Linked DNA regions of Rattus norvegicus: region 2 is linked to region 1. Evidence: chromatin contacts called from public Hi-C data. All regions are on one chromosome and are shown on one strand. The core of a region is the stretch at or near the end of the contact, and the rest is flanking DNA. Distances in the headings are between cores, read along the strand shown. Region 1 has its middle 17 kb from the start of Calm1. Region 2 has its middle 73 kb from the start of Calm1.

Region 1 (6,748 bases), core at 1,474-3,973:
CAAAACATGTGAGCCTGGGGCCACTCTCACTCAAACTACATTCTACTTCCTGGTCCCCACAGGCTTGTGGCCACATCAGAATGCAAAATTAATTCAGTCCAAGTTCAAAACTCCTCACTGTCATTCAGTCCCAAGACTGTTTAAAAGTCCAAAGTCTCTTCCGAGACTCACAGCAATCTCTTCACTGTTGCCTCCTGTAAAATTTAAAAAAAAAAAAAAAAAGCAACTTACACACTCCCAACATTCAATGGTGGTGAATATACCTCACCATACCAAAAGGGAGGAACAGGGACACGGTGAGGAAATGGTGGATCAAAGCAAGTCTACAACCCAGCAGGGCAAACTCCAAGTTCTCTAACTCCATGTCTGATATCAAAGAACTCCTGGCTCAACCTTCTGGCTTTGCTGACTGTAACACACTTCTCTCCCGTGGGCTGTTTCCACTCCCTATCTGCGGTTCTTCCTGGCAGACATCCCCCTGGCTCTGGCAACTCCAGCATCTTGTGGTCTCCCGTGCAATTTAAGCTTCACCTTTACTGATCGACACAATATCCCCTCTAGAACACACACACACACACACACACACACACACACACACACACACACACCACACCTGACCTCAATGGCTTTCCTTCACCATGGAGAAAGATTCCACAACCCCTTTGCTTTGTATCTATCCTTCCTGACTCCAAAGCCAGAGCCAGGTGACCAATATCGTCAACTTCATGCCGCCTGCTTAAGGCAGAATCTGCACAAGCGTTGATTCATTGATGATTTTCAAAAAGCCTTGCTTTACTTCAGGAGCAGAATATTCCCGGAGCATTTTGTTTTTACAAGTTCAAAGCTTAGCTGGGTGAGGTCTTTCCCAGAGGACACACCCCCCTTTATTCCATTTCATTTCACATCAGGCCTTTCTTTAAACGTCCTGTGTCTTTGAGCACAAGTCTTGGCTCCAACCTTACATTCTCTCGTCTTTTTTTCTCCTGGAACTGATTTTGTATTTCTTCTTGTTCTGCTTCCTCCTTTTGTATTGTAGATCTGCATAAGAGTGATCACTAGGGGTTGGGGATTTAGCTCAGTGGTAGAGCGCTTGCCTAGCAAACGCAAGGCCCTGGGTTCGATTCCCAGTTCCTCCCAGTTCCGAGAAAAAAAAAAAAGAAAAGAAAAGAAAAAAAAAAGAGTGATCACTAATCACCAGGTGGCTCACTAATACTAGGTTGCCTTGGTGTCTCCACCGCCAATGAAATTAGGCCAAAACTTTTCAGTTTAGATTCAAGCAGATTGTTAGGACAAACACCAGCCAAATTATCACAGAAATGATCTCTGTCCCAGTTGTTAATACTGTTCCCCTCTGGAAACGTCTAAGCTATGCCTCCATAATTTATATTGTTCTCAGCACTACTGTCTGACAGGGTCTTACTATGTATCTTGGCTAGGGTTTCCATTGCTGCAATGAAACACCATGACCAAAAAGGAAGGTGGAGAGGAAAGGGTTCATTCAGCTTACACTTCCACATTGCTGTTCATCATTGAAGGAAGTCAGGACAGGAACTCAAATAGGAAAGGATCCTAGAGGCGGGAGCTGAAGCAGAGGCCGTGGAGGGATGCTGCTTACTGACTTGCTCAGGGGCTCTCTTCTAGAACCCAGAACCACCAGCCTAGCCTAAGAATGGCACCATCCACAAAGAGCTGAGACCTCCTCCACTGATCACTAATGGAGGAAATGCCTTAAAGCTGGATCTCCTGGAGGCCTTTCCTCAACTGAGGCTCTTTCCTCTCTGGTGACTCTAGCTTGTGTCAAGTTGACACACAAAACTAGCCAGTACACTGTGATAGCCCGTTAAGGCCCACTTATGGCTTTCAACCACTTTTTTTTTTAGTTCAAAAAGTCCCAAAATCTTCATCATTTATCAAAAAACCAGCATGGTAAGGCCTATTACAGCAATATGCTATAATTAACAGCTTCTTGGTTACTTTTCTCTTGCTGTGACCAAACACTATGACCAAGGCAACTTATAAAAGAGGTCATTTAATTGGGTCTCTTGGTTCCAGAGGGTCGCAGAGTCTGTGACCATCATGGCAGGAAGCATGGCTGTGGACCATTGCTGGGAACTGACCACTGACCCATAAGCACAAGGTGGGGAGAAGACTGACTGAGGATGGCCTGGCCTGTTGAAAGCTTGAAGTCAGTCTCCAGTGAAGCACTTCCTCCAACAAGGCCACACCCCCTGGTCCTTCCCAAATAGTTCTATTAAACATATGAGCCTACGGGGGAGCCATTCTCACCCAAGCTACCACACTCACCCTCTTCCCTTTGATCAAATGGATCTTCCACTAGAAAAGAAACAGCTAAGGGAGTACATGATGAATTCTCACACGGTTGCAGGTGCTAGGCTGACTGCAAAGACCCAGAAGTGTTTGGAAAGCTGAGTTAAAGTATTTACCTTGTTTGAACAGCTGTGCCCTGACCAAGTTTCTCCTCCCTGCAAAGCATCACAGCTCACTTTGATTTGGCCAACTCTTGGCTCATCGCCTACTTCTGGGCTTCCCACAAGGAGTTTGACCTTGAGTTGGAATCTGAAGAGCTTGACTATTGAAGGGTATCAGGTGATTTTCTTTCTTTCTTTCTTTTTTTAAAGCTGAAGATTCAAGACTTTGGCAGAGAAGACAGGCAGTGAGACAGGAGCAGATGGCTTCACTTCCCATGGTGCTAGAGAAGTTTGGGACTCATCCAGCCACACTAGAGAAGCACTTCAGGCTTAGAGCTATGAGCATCTCTCAAGAATTAGTCAATGTCTGGGGTTGGGGATTTAGCTCAGTGGTAGAGCGCTTGCCTAGGAAGCGCAAGGCCCTGGGTTCGGTCCCCAGCTCCGAAAAAAAGAACCAAAAAAAAAAAAAAAAAAAAAAGAATTAGTCAATGTCTGATAGAACCACAGGAGTTACCGACGAGGAGCAGGAAGAGACTGGCCAGGGGTGGGACAGCTAAGTGGATGTTCACAGAGGAAGGAGAAGCCTAAATCCCAACCTCTTCCAGGCCTGGGTGACTCTGTCATCCTCAGATAGTACCAAATCCTCCCATGCCCCAAATGCTGCAGACATTACAGATGGACCCCACTGAGAAAATGAGCCAGATGTTCGCCTGGTGCTGGAGGCTCCGCGACCCTCTCCATAAGCTTGGCAGGTTATGTGTCAGAATACTAAACTCTGGACGCTTTCACTGTTATATCCCAAGGAACCAACAGGAGCTACATTAAACCAGAGCGGCTGTCGAACTGCCTCTTCCCTCTGTGGTGATTCACCCACAGTGCGTGGATGGGAGGGTTTCCACACATCTTCCATGAGTTAGAATGGTCATATATTCTACCACCCTCTGGAGCTGTGAGCCCCAATTAAATGCTTTATTTTATAAGTTGTCTAAGTCATGGCAGTAGAAATTAACTATAATGGTGAGGGTATTGTATTCTCGTGATTTGTCCTCAGGTTTGAAGTCCACAATGTTCAAAGGTCTAAATTACCGGATTTCAAAATCCTGGAAGGCACATCTCCATTGTTTGAGGAGTTTTGCTTTTTGTTTGGTGGAAACAAAGTTATTCAACCCAACTGAATGGGTCGATAAGAAATCCTAATGAAAGCCTACAAGATGTTTAAGATTAAATGAAGTCTGCAGATCAAAACCCAGATGCAAATAAAAAGTCAACAAAGGCAATTCAAAAGGGTAAGGAACAGCGTATTGTTTAGTCAGATATTGAAAGTGGAATTACAATTCATCTAGCAATTTCTTTCCTAAGTAAATGCCCCACAGAGCTGAGAGTGGGTCCTTGGTAGACATTTGCATTCCCATGTTCACAGGAATACTATTCAAAGTAGTCAGAACCCTATTTTTAATGGACCCAAGTGTCCATTGATGTGGTGTATGTGTGGCCTACATGCATTGGGGGGTAGGGTGGAGGTGTGGGTGAGCATGTACACACTAGAGTGTTATTTAACCTTCTAAAGGTTGCACGATCTGTCACATGATCTGACAGGGATGAGTCTTGAAAACATCACGATACATGAGATATGTGAAGAAAGACAAATGCTGGTCGTTCATAGTAGTTGTATGAAGTTCGTGAGCAGTAAAATTTATAGACACAGAAGGAAGAATGTGCCGCCTCCATATGCACCATGGCCAGGGTAATGGGGAGGTACTGTTGAATTGCCTTACGACTTCAGTTTTGCGAGACGAAGAACCTCTGAGGACAGACGATGTGATACCCATCAGCGAGAGTATGTACCCCACTGAACCGTGTGCTCCAAACTGTAAACTGTATGTTTTGCCACTTTTCTTTTTTTCTCTTTTGGAGACAGCATCTCACTTTGTAGCTCTGGCCCATCTGGAACTCACTATGTAGATCAGGGTGGCCTCAAATTCAAGAGCTCTGCTGGAATTCAAAGCCTGCACTGCCATGCCTGCCTCACAGAATTTTTTTTTTTTAAAGTCAAGTAGGGCTGGGGATGTAGCTCACTGGTGGAGTTTTGTATGTACAGGGCCCCAGGTTCAATCCCAGCTCTGAGAAAAAGTCCCAGAGGAAGAGCAAATATTACAAAGAGATTGAGCGGGGGTTGGGGATTTAGCTCAGCAGTAGAGCGCTTGCCTAGTGAGCGCAAGGCCCTGGGTTCGGTCCCCAGCTCCGGAAAAAAAAAAAACAAAACAAAAAAACAAAAAAACAAAACAAACAAACAAAAAAAAACAAAGAGATTGAGCTGCCCTGAAGCCACTTGCATTACAGATCATGTCTTCTCCTAGGCATTATGACTCCTCCTTTATCACTCCCCATTCATGGTTTAGTTAAATTTTCATATTAATTATTATCACCTTAAAACACTATTTCATATATGATATCTCATCTAACAAAAATTATTAGGCAAATATGAGTCTAGGCTAGTAAAAAATGTTAAAAAAATCAAAAGAAAGACATAATCGCAAGTTAGACAGGAGTTTAAAAAACACATACTGACTCATCCCGTACTCAGCAGATAAACATGGTTGACGTCAAGCCGAGTGACCTGAGTTTGAACCCCCAGGACCCACGAGGTAGGGGGGAATTGACTCTTGGTTGTCCTCTGACTTCCAAATAGATGCTGTGGAACACAAGGACCCATGCATGTATGCAAGGGCACACACATGCACACATACAAGTACACGCATAAAAATAATAATACTCCACCCCTAATATAGTATAAGAATGTAGATCTAGTAACTATGGACAGTATATAAACCCTAGAAAATTGATCCCCAAAGAAATAGAAATGTCAGAGCAAGTTGCTTGTGGTTGTAGGGAAACCAGCAGCCCCCAAAAGGCTCATGTATTTGAATGCTCAGTCGTTGGGGAATGGCACTACTTGGGAGAGGTTAGGAGGTGTGGTCTTGTTGGAGTACATGTGGCCTTGCTGGGAGAAGTGTGTCATAACTTTTCGTAACTCCTATCTGTGGATCCAGATGTAGAACTCTCAGCTCCTTCTCCAGCACCTGTCTGCCTACACGACACCATGCTCCCTGCCATGATGACAATGGACTAAACCTCTGGAACTGTAAGCCAGGCCCATTTAAATGCTCTCTTTTATAAGAGTTGCCACAGCGTGGGGTCTCTTTACAGCAACGAGACACTGACTAAGACAGTGTTCAAAGAAACAAACTGGGAGCCAAGCATGAATCCACTTACTTTGGATGGCAATAGAAACTTCTGTCTCCACTGAAAAGTGAGGCCTTCCTTTCAGCCCCCTGGATCTGTTATAAGAAGGGATGGGTCCAGGCTCCAGCCTCAAGAAATTAGATATTTTTCTTTTTTCTTTTTGGTTTGTTGAGACAGGGTTCTCTATGTTGCACTGGCCATCCTGGAGCTCACTTTGTAGACCAGGCTGGCTAGAGCTTAGAGATCTGTCTGTCTCTACCTCCCAAGTGATGGAAGAAGGCAGACACTGTCCTTCACCATTGCCGGTCATATTTCTCTACTCTCTTTGGAAGCATCTTCATGTTTCTCAGGATTGGGCAACGTTTGATTTTAGAGTTGTCAATGCTGAGAAACTCTACTATCAGAAAAATGCACAGCACAAAACAGAAGAAGCCGATGTAGGATCATTTCAGGAGTTGTTGGAAACCTTGTCCCAATCCCAAGCCAACAGTCATTTAACATTCCCTGTAATGAATTTCAAGCCAATGTCTCCAACAGCAATTTTTAAAATTTTTAAAACAAAACATCCTCACACAATCAAAAGATATCCAAGTGTGCTATGTGCTGAGGAGTGGCAGTGGGGAAAATAGTGTCTGCCTTTTCCATAATTAAATCATCACGTTTCTGTAAGAGCAGAAAATTGTGTGTGTGTGTGTGTGTGTGTGTGTGTGTGTGTGTGTGTGTGTGTTAGAAAATACTGCAACCCATGCAATAATCGGGACCCTAAGCTGAGGCAGTCTGGGAAGCGATGGCACACACAATGTAAACTGCACGTGTGGGATGTTCAGAGCTAAGGCTGCAACAGAACCCTGCAACACACCCAGGGGGGAGCTCTGCCAGGAGCACTTCGGGTTTGTTATACAAAAATACAAAATATTTATCTATTTTTACCCAACGAGCCCTCTCGATATCCCTCATCGAACTTTTGACTTTGAATTAATTTTTGGTGCTTGTGTGTTTAGAAACCTTTGCTGTTGACATTTTTATTTTCATGGCTCCCACACTCTGTTACACAATCCACTGTGTAAGTAGCTGGA
Region 2 (6,748 bases), core at 2,937-5,436, 57 kb after region 1:
CCTGACATCCACATGCACACCTACACACATGCATGCACAGATATACACACACATGCACACCTACACACATGCATGCACACCTACACACATGCATGTATACTAACACACACATACATGTGCACCTATACACACACATACACACCTACACATTCGCATGTGCACCTACATACATACACTCATGCACACCTACACACACATGCATGGACATCTATACATACATATACACATGCATGCACAACTACACACACATGCACACGCACACGCACACACACACACACACACACACACACACACACACACACACACATGGCAAGCTTGAGGACAGAAGTCAACTTCAGAATGCTCTGTGTAATGCCCTTCAGACATCCCTGGAGACCTGGAGACCTATCGGAACCATTTCTAGAGTTTACAACCTGGAGGGACTCCGGCAGATGGGTCCTTAGAAGGATGCTTGAATTCAGGCTTCAGTCAAAGCTGGAACACTGCCCCACACTCATCCTGTCACTGTTTGCTAAGGCCACTTCCTGTGTGTCTGAGCAATCCTGACTAAGAACGGTTGTTCTTCCTGCCCTGAGCAGACCTCTGGCCTGGCGGTTTCAGGCCATAGGGTAAATTGTTAAGAGATGCCGTGCCCTCAGACCATAAGCACAAGCGAGACGGTGAGGGAATGTAGAGTTGTGCGCTCTTGGGGTCTAACTGCAAGCCTTCGTGAGACCAGATTTACCAGCTCTTGAGCCCCTCTGTGCTTTAGCTTCTTGCTTTATGGGGGAGGAGACAGAGTTGCTGTGGGGTTAAGCAGCGTAATGTCTGCCAAGTTTGGACACGGTGAGCCCTCATGAAACACAAGCATTATCATCACAGGATGTGACTGCTCTGGCTTTAGCTGCTGTCGGCCCAGCAAACCCTGACGGCCCAACATAGTTCCCAAAGCTCCTTCCCACCCACGCGCCAGATGGTAGCATTCATTCATTGTGTGCGCATGTGCAGGTGTCTGTCCGCGTGTCTAATGTATATGTGACTGAAGCTGCCCTCAGGTCATAGCACATGGGTCAGTCAGAGGACAACTTTCAGGAATCTGTCCTTCCCTTCCACCTTGTTTTGAGGCAGGATCTCTCTTGTTTCTGCTGCTGATCTGTGTCCTTACTGAGACTTACTGGATTCTGCTGTCACCATCACTTGCCTTGCAGGGACTACAGATGTTTGCTGCCAGTTCTGGCTTTGTGTGTATGCTTATGGATTCCAGTTCAGGTCACCAGGTTTGCAAAGTGAGGGCTCTTATCCACTGAGTCCTGTTCCCCTGAACCCCACCCCTGCCCCATTTTATAAAGAAGGCAGTAGAGGAAACTCAGAGAGGCCAAGTGTCAGACTTCAGAGCTCACAGCCAGAAGCCCAGGAGAAAGGTAGCTGCCTAGAGCTCGGGTGGCTGTGGGGTGGAGGCTGAAGGCCCTGTAGGAAGCAGAGCAGTCAGTCAGGATTCAGCAGGGGATATGGGAGAGTGGCTCTGCAGAAAGAGGGAGAAGGAACCCAGCAGCTTCCACAAGGGCAGCGAACATTCTGGCCAGAGACACTTGGCTGTCATCTCTTCAGGTCCTCCTCAGTCCCCTCCTGCCAGAGCTTTAGCAGAAGAGTCATTTGCTGACTCACCCTGTAGCTGGCACGGTTTCCTCAGACTTCTTGAAATCCCAGCTTAGCTGCATATCCCTGCCCAGTCTCTGCTACCTGGCTGCTGGCTCACTGTGTGTCCTTGGGCAGATTGCTTCATGACTCTGGGATAATGCAGATGCTTGAGTTGTCTGGGGTTGGGGGTGGGGTGGGGATTGCTGTCACCGGAATGAAGCCAGAGATCTTGGTGACCTGTTTGCTATACATTCCATGGCCTATGTTGAGCTAGAAACATTTTGCTCAGGAACATTATTTTTTTTTTAAATTTTTATGCAACTCTGCATCTCTCTCTCTCTCTCTCTCTCTCTCTCTCTCTCTCTCTCTCTCTCTCTCTCTCTCTCTCTCTCATACATATCTGTACATGTTCAAGTGCATAGGCTTATGGAGACCAGAGAGCAACATAGGTATTATCCTCATGAACGCTGTCCATCTCCTTTGAGGCTGAACCTGTCATTAAGCCAGAGTGCCTGGCCAATAAACCCCACTGCTCCTCTGGTCTCTATCTCCCCAGAACTGGGTTATAAGAACACTTGCCACTTTTACTTAGGTTCTGGCCACCAAACTCAGGTCCTCCTGCTTGCAAGGCAAGCTCTTCACCAACTGAGTTACCTCCCTCGTTTGGTTCATAGAGAAATTTGAAAGTAAATGGAAGTTGGCTATGGAGGTACACACTGTATCTCCAGCACCAAAGAGGCTGAGACAGGAGGATAGCAGTGAGTTCAAGGCCAACCTGAGTACTATAATATAGTGATATAGTGAGTTCGAAGCCAACCTTGGATACACAGAAAAATCTTATTTAAAAAGAAATAAAAAGAAAACAAGTAAAAGAAAGCAAATGAATGGATGAATGAATGAACAAATGAATGAATGAATGACCACCCTTTGTCCAAGAGCATCGCTGGGCAGATAAACTAATAGGTATTAGAGGATAGTCAGTCCTCTCTTTCCAAAGTCCTCAAGAATGCAGACACCCATAATTCCACCTACCCTCCCACCCCACGTCTTCTTACGCTCTGGACCTCCAACATCATCCTTTGATCCATGAGGAGCCTTCAGAATCACCAGGCTCACCGCCTGTCCACAACTTGTTTTTCTGTCCCTTAAATGACACTCAGTTCTTCTCATCCTCTCCAGCTGATCCCTGATGGTCAGACCACACCATCTCTCCCTGGCTACTTACCAGAGTGACCTTCCACAATCTTCTGCCTCCAGTGACATGTTCCGGTTGTGAAGCTCCCCCCCTACACTCTAGTGGATCTGTGTTCCAGGGACACTTGCATTCTCAGGGCCCAGCCTGGGGTTCTCAGCAAGGACTCTTTGTCGCTGGAGACTAAGGTTCAGCTTAGCTTGCCTGCCTCTTCCCTCTCCATGAACCAGAACCCTTGAACTCAGTGCCTTCCTTTGGCCTTCAGGATCCTCCCAGTTGCCTCCATGGTTGTGTGCCTTTAGTTTTCTATGCCTTTAGCCTGTGTTACCTGCATGATAAACCTCTCCTCTTCAGACCTCTCAAGGATGCCCAGGGAAGCCCATTCTGACCACCCAACGGCTGAGAGTCCCCCTTGGACTACTTCTCCTGAACACGTCTACTGTATTATATTTCTCAAGCGGCGCCTTGGGGTCCTGGAGTCCCTTCTTCCCTCTGAGATATTTCTAGAATAGGCTCATGGTTTATTCAGATAACAGATTTAGACATGAATATAGATGTGACCATTTAAACCTAAGCAGTATCTAGCTCAAGTAGGTGTTTATAAAAATACAGACAGTGAACGTATTGGGTAGAGAGGATGGGCAAATGAGCCAGTGGAAAGACAGGACTGCATAAATGGAAGGACGGGTGGGTGGGAGTAGGGAGACAAGAGGGATGGAGGGATGGAGGGATGGATGGAGGGATGGATGGGGATGGAGGGAGTGAGTGATGGTGGGGAGAATGGTACAGAAGACAAGGGGAAGAAGAGAAGGAGGCATGGATGACAGGCAGGACACCTGGGTTCATGGACAGTTGTGATAGTTCCTGAAGCTGCTCAGTCTTTTCTCAAGGCATCTAGGGCTCCAGGCAGCCTCTGAGGGCATTTCCACTGCCTGGTTTTGTGCATGTATCTTGCACATTTGCCTCGGGCAGTAAATGAACCATCTATCTCTGGTTTATTAAGATAAAAGAAGAACCAGATGTGGTGACACAAACCTGTACTCCTAGCAGAAGGATCCCAAGTTAATATTTAGTGAGACCATGCTTAGCAAAACGAAACAAAAACAAGTTAAAGGAGCAGGAGGAGGTGGACAAGACAAACTAAGAGCCTAGCTCCCCATTCCACCAGGGATGCATATTAATTCATCTGCCCCTTTAAAGAAGAAAATAGATATCTGGAGATCACTTAATCAATAGGAAGGAAATGGAAATTCAAGCGGCCTGCCCAAGCCATAGCCAGTTCTGGAGCCTCCCTTCCACTTGCTCACCTCTCCCTGGAGGCTCACTCTGGGCAGTGCTTGTCTGATTCACTGGCCTGCGGAGGATCACAGAGCAAAAGCCAAGTGACCTCACCCTAGGGCTGTGGCTGGGGAGACTTGGCAGAGGCAGCTGTGTTTCCACTCTGGCTGTGACCCTGGGCATGGAAGGAAGAGACTCTGGCCTAGTGCCATCACCAAGGCCCCTGCCAGACTCACGACAGAAAGGGTCTGGGAAGGCCCAGAGAGAGGCCCGCCTGCCCAGATGACCTCTGAGGGTGGTAAGCCAGAGAAGGCCATTCCCCCCCCCCTTGGAATCCAGAGCTGGACATAAGTGTGGAGGGGTCTGTGATTCCTGCCATCTGCCTGAGCCCCAGAGTAGAGTCAAGGCCCAAAGATGCTTCTTCTCATGGTGGACCTCACTGCTTTCTTTCTTAGCTCTTCACCCATGTATGGTGAGGGGAAGAATGAAAGTTTATTGAGGTTTCTGACAGATGCTGGCACACACGTGGTACCCAACTGCTTCACTTGCTTGTAGTGTCTCAGGAGAGCCAAGCTTGTCACCCTCCCGTCTCCTTTCTTCAGGGTCCCTTGGGGGATATTTAGAGCTACACCTTACCATGGTTACTGACCTCCCCACTAATCAAGTGTTCCAGTAGCCTCAGGGGAAGCAACTTCAACACAGCCGTGGAACCAGAACCCAGGGCAAAAGAGCTTAAGCACCAAATGGTAGGGACTCTGGAAAATGTCATTACGGAGAAAAGAGAATACCATCTTTCAGACTCCTTATCTAGGTTTGCAACACAGAGGGTGTGTGTGCGTGTGTGCATGTGCATGTGTGTGTGTGTGCATGTGCATGTGCATGCATTCTCTAAGCATGAGGCTAGACCAAGCTAAGGACAAAGCATGTGCTTTTGAGGCTGTCTTGTTTCCCTTTTAGCTCTTCACCCTGAATTTTTAGTCACTATGGTGACTAGGAAAAAAAAAAAGACAGAAAAAGAAAAAGAAAAAAAACCCCACCTCCGCTTTAAATTCAGGGAGAGTCAAAGTTTTCTAGGAGGCAGTCTGTGGCAGCCATTGGGTGTGGCTTTTTCCTCTCTGTGCACACACACAGACACACACTTGGTTGACCAGACCATGCCTCCAGCCACAGATGCTCAGCCCTTTGTGGGCCTCGTGCCAGCTGTGGTTTTGAGCGCTTTTGTTCTCCCGAGTTAAGGATCTGCGGTTTCTAATCGCACCTCAGACTACCACACTGCCCTGTTCCTGCAGGTGTTCTCGGCTCATACAAACACAGATGTCTGTATCCACTCACAGATACGCCCCGGAAGACAGCACAGAAGACCAGATCGTGAGCCCCAGCTTTGCATATGTTTGTATATGTCGATATCTGAATTGTGGGGAAGTGTGGCCTTGCTGGACTGTGGGACTCTGTGACCGTTCTTCATCAGGAGTCCTTCCTTCCAGGTCTCTGGGCCTCCTTTTTACCACCAGACTCTTCTCCATTTATTAACTGTAGTGTCTGTGGGGAAAGTAAAGGCATAGTCACTTGGGCCTTGGCTCAGGACACTCTGTAGAGCGCCAGTGAGTATCTTAAGCTTTGGTGGGTCATGCAGTCTTTCGTGTAGTGACTCGAGCCTGCCACTGTAGCAAAAAATGCAGCCATGTTTAAGAGCAAACGAGTGACCATGGCTGAGTTCTAACAAAGCTTTATAAAAGCAAGAAGTGGGTTAGGCTGGGCTCATCGGGCCACTGTGTGTCACTCTCTGATTGAGAAGAAAGACAGATGCCAATGACCAGTCTGGAGAGTGGTCAGGAAGTGGAAACTTATGTGGCTCCAGGAAGGCGTTCAGGGTGGCTCTCTGAAGACTCAGAGTTGGGAATTCCCTTTCGGACATCACAGGATTAGGGACAGACCCACTCAGTGGCTCAGAGGCTGACTGTAGAGAGGGAGTTACAAAAGGGGTCATTTCATTCATGACAAGAAAGTCCTCCCAGCTCCTCAGCGCTCAGTGCCTGGCAAGGGATGGGCACACGAGGAACACTTGAATGTGAATGACAGTCTAGTCCTCCCTCCCATGCCTCTTGTTCTTCTTATGGTTTAAGGCTGGCTTATTCCCCTTGCGAGGTCCACAGGCTCTGTTTGCCCAGATGGTGGCTTGTCTGTGACTATCTCAGAGGTGAAATTAAATGCTAGGGGGAGGAGTGCGAGGGAGGGTGGGGGCTGACTTCAAGTTTGCTGTCCACACTGTTGTGGCTGGCAGTCCTGCTGAGGCCTATCTGACTTCTGGCTCAACCAACAGACAGGCGGACAGGCAAGCAAGGTTGTCTACAAAGTAACGTTGGTCTTGGTACCGGCAAGGGATCAGAGGCCCTAAGTCAGACCCATTCAGCCCCAGAGCGGTGAGCTCTATGGTGATCTGTAGTCTCGAGAGCAGTAAACGTGGTGTTTGTGACTCTCATGTTAGAAGCCCCTTGTTGCCTCTCCCCTGAGCCATGCAGAAACGAACCTGTGCATTTCTCAGGTTCTGCACACTTCCCATGCTTTCTGGAAGCTTCTCCTCAGTGGGGGCAGTGTGGTGTGGGAAGATTTCTCTCCTCCACAGTGTCCTCCACCTGTTCTCTTCAGGCAGATCCCCTTCCT

What was found. Hi-C and Micro-C count contacts between places; a contact is called where the count stands out from the background.
Region 2: a contact with region 1 is called in a Hi-C map of frontal cortex, with 1.9 times the contacts expected there. The contact joins two enhancer-like sites. A contact is called at or near these places in 5 of 12 Hi-C or Micro-C datasets (the Rat2 cell line, Schwann cells, frontal cortex and 2 more).

The regions. Positions count from the first base shown.
Region 1 is chr6:125,231,113-125,237,860 of GRCr8, forward strand. No RefSeq gene overlaps it. Among named protein-coding and RNA genes, the nearest start is that of Calm1, 17 kb to the left of the region's middle. Within about 2 kb of position 2,724, at least 6 of the 93 cell types and tissues checked have an H3K27ac peak or open chromatin away from gene starts, as enhancers often do.
Region 2 is chr6:125,286,450-125,293,197 of GRCr8, forward strand. No RefSeq gene overlaps it. Among named protein-coding and RNA genes, the nearest start is that of Calm1, 73 kb to the left of the region's middle. Within about 2 kb of position 4,187, at least 25 of the 93 cell types and tissues checked have an H3K27ac peak or open chromatin away from gene starts, as enhancers often do.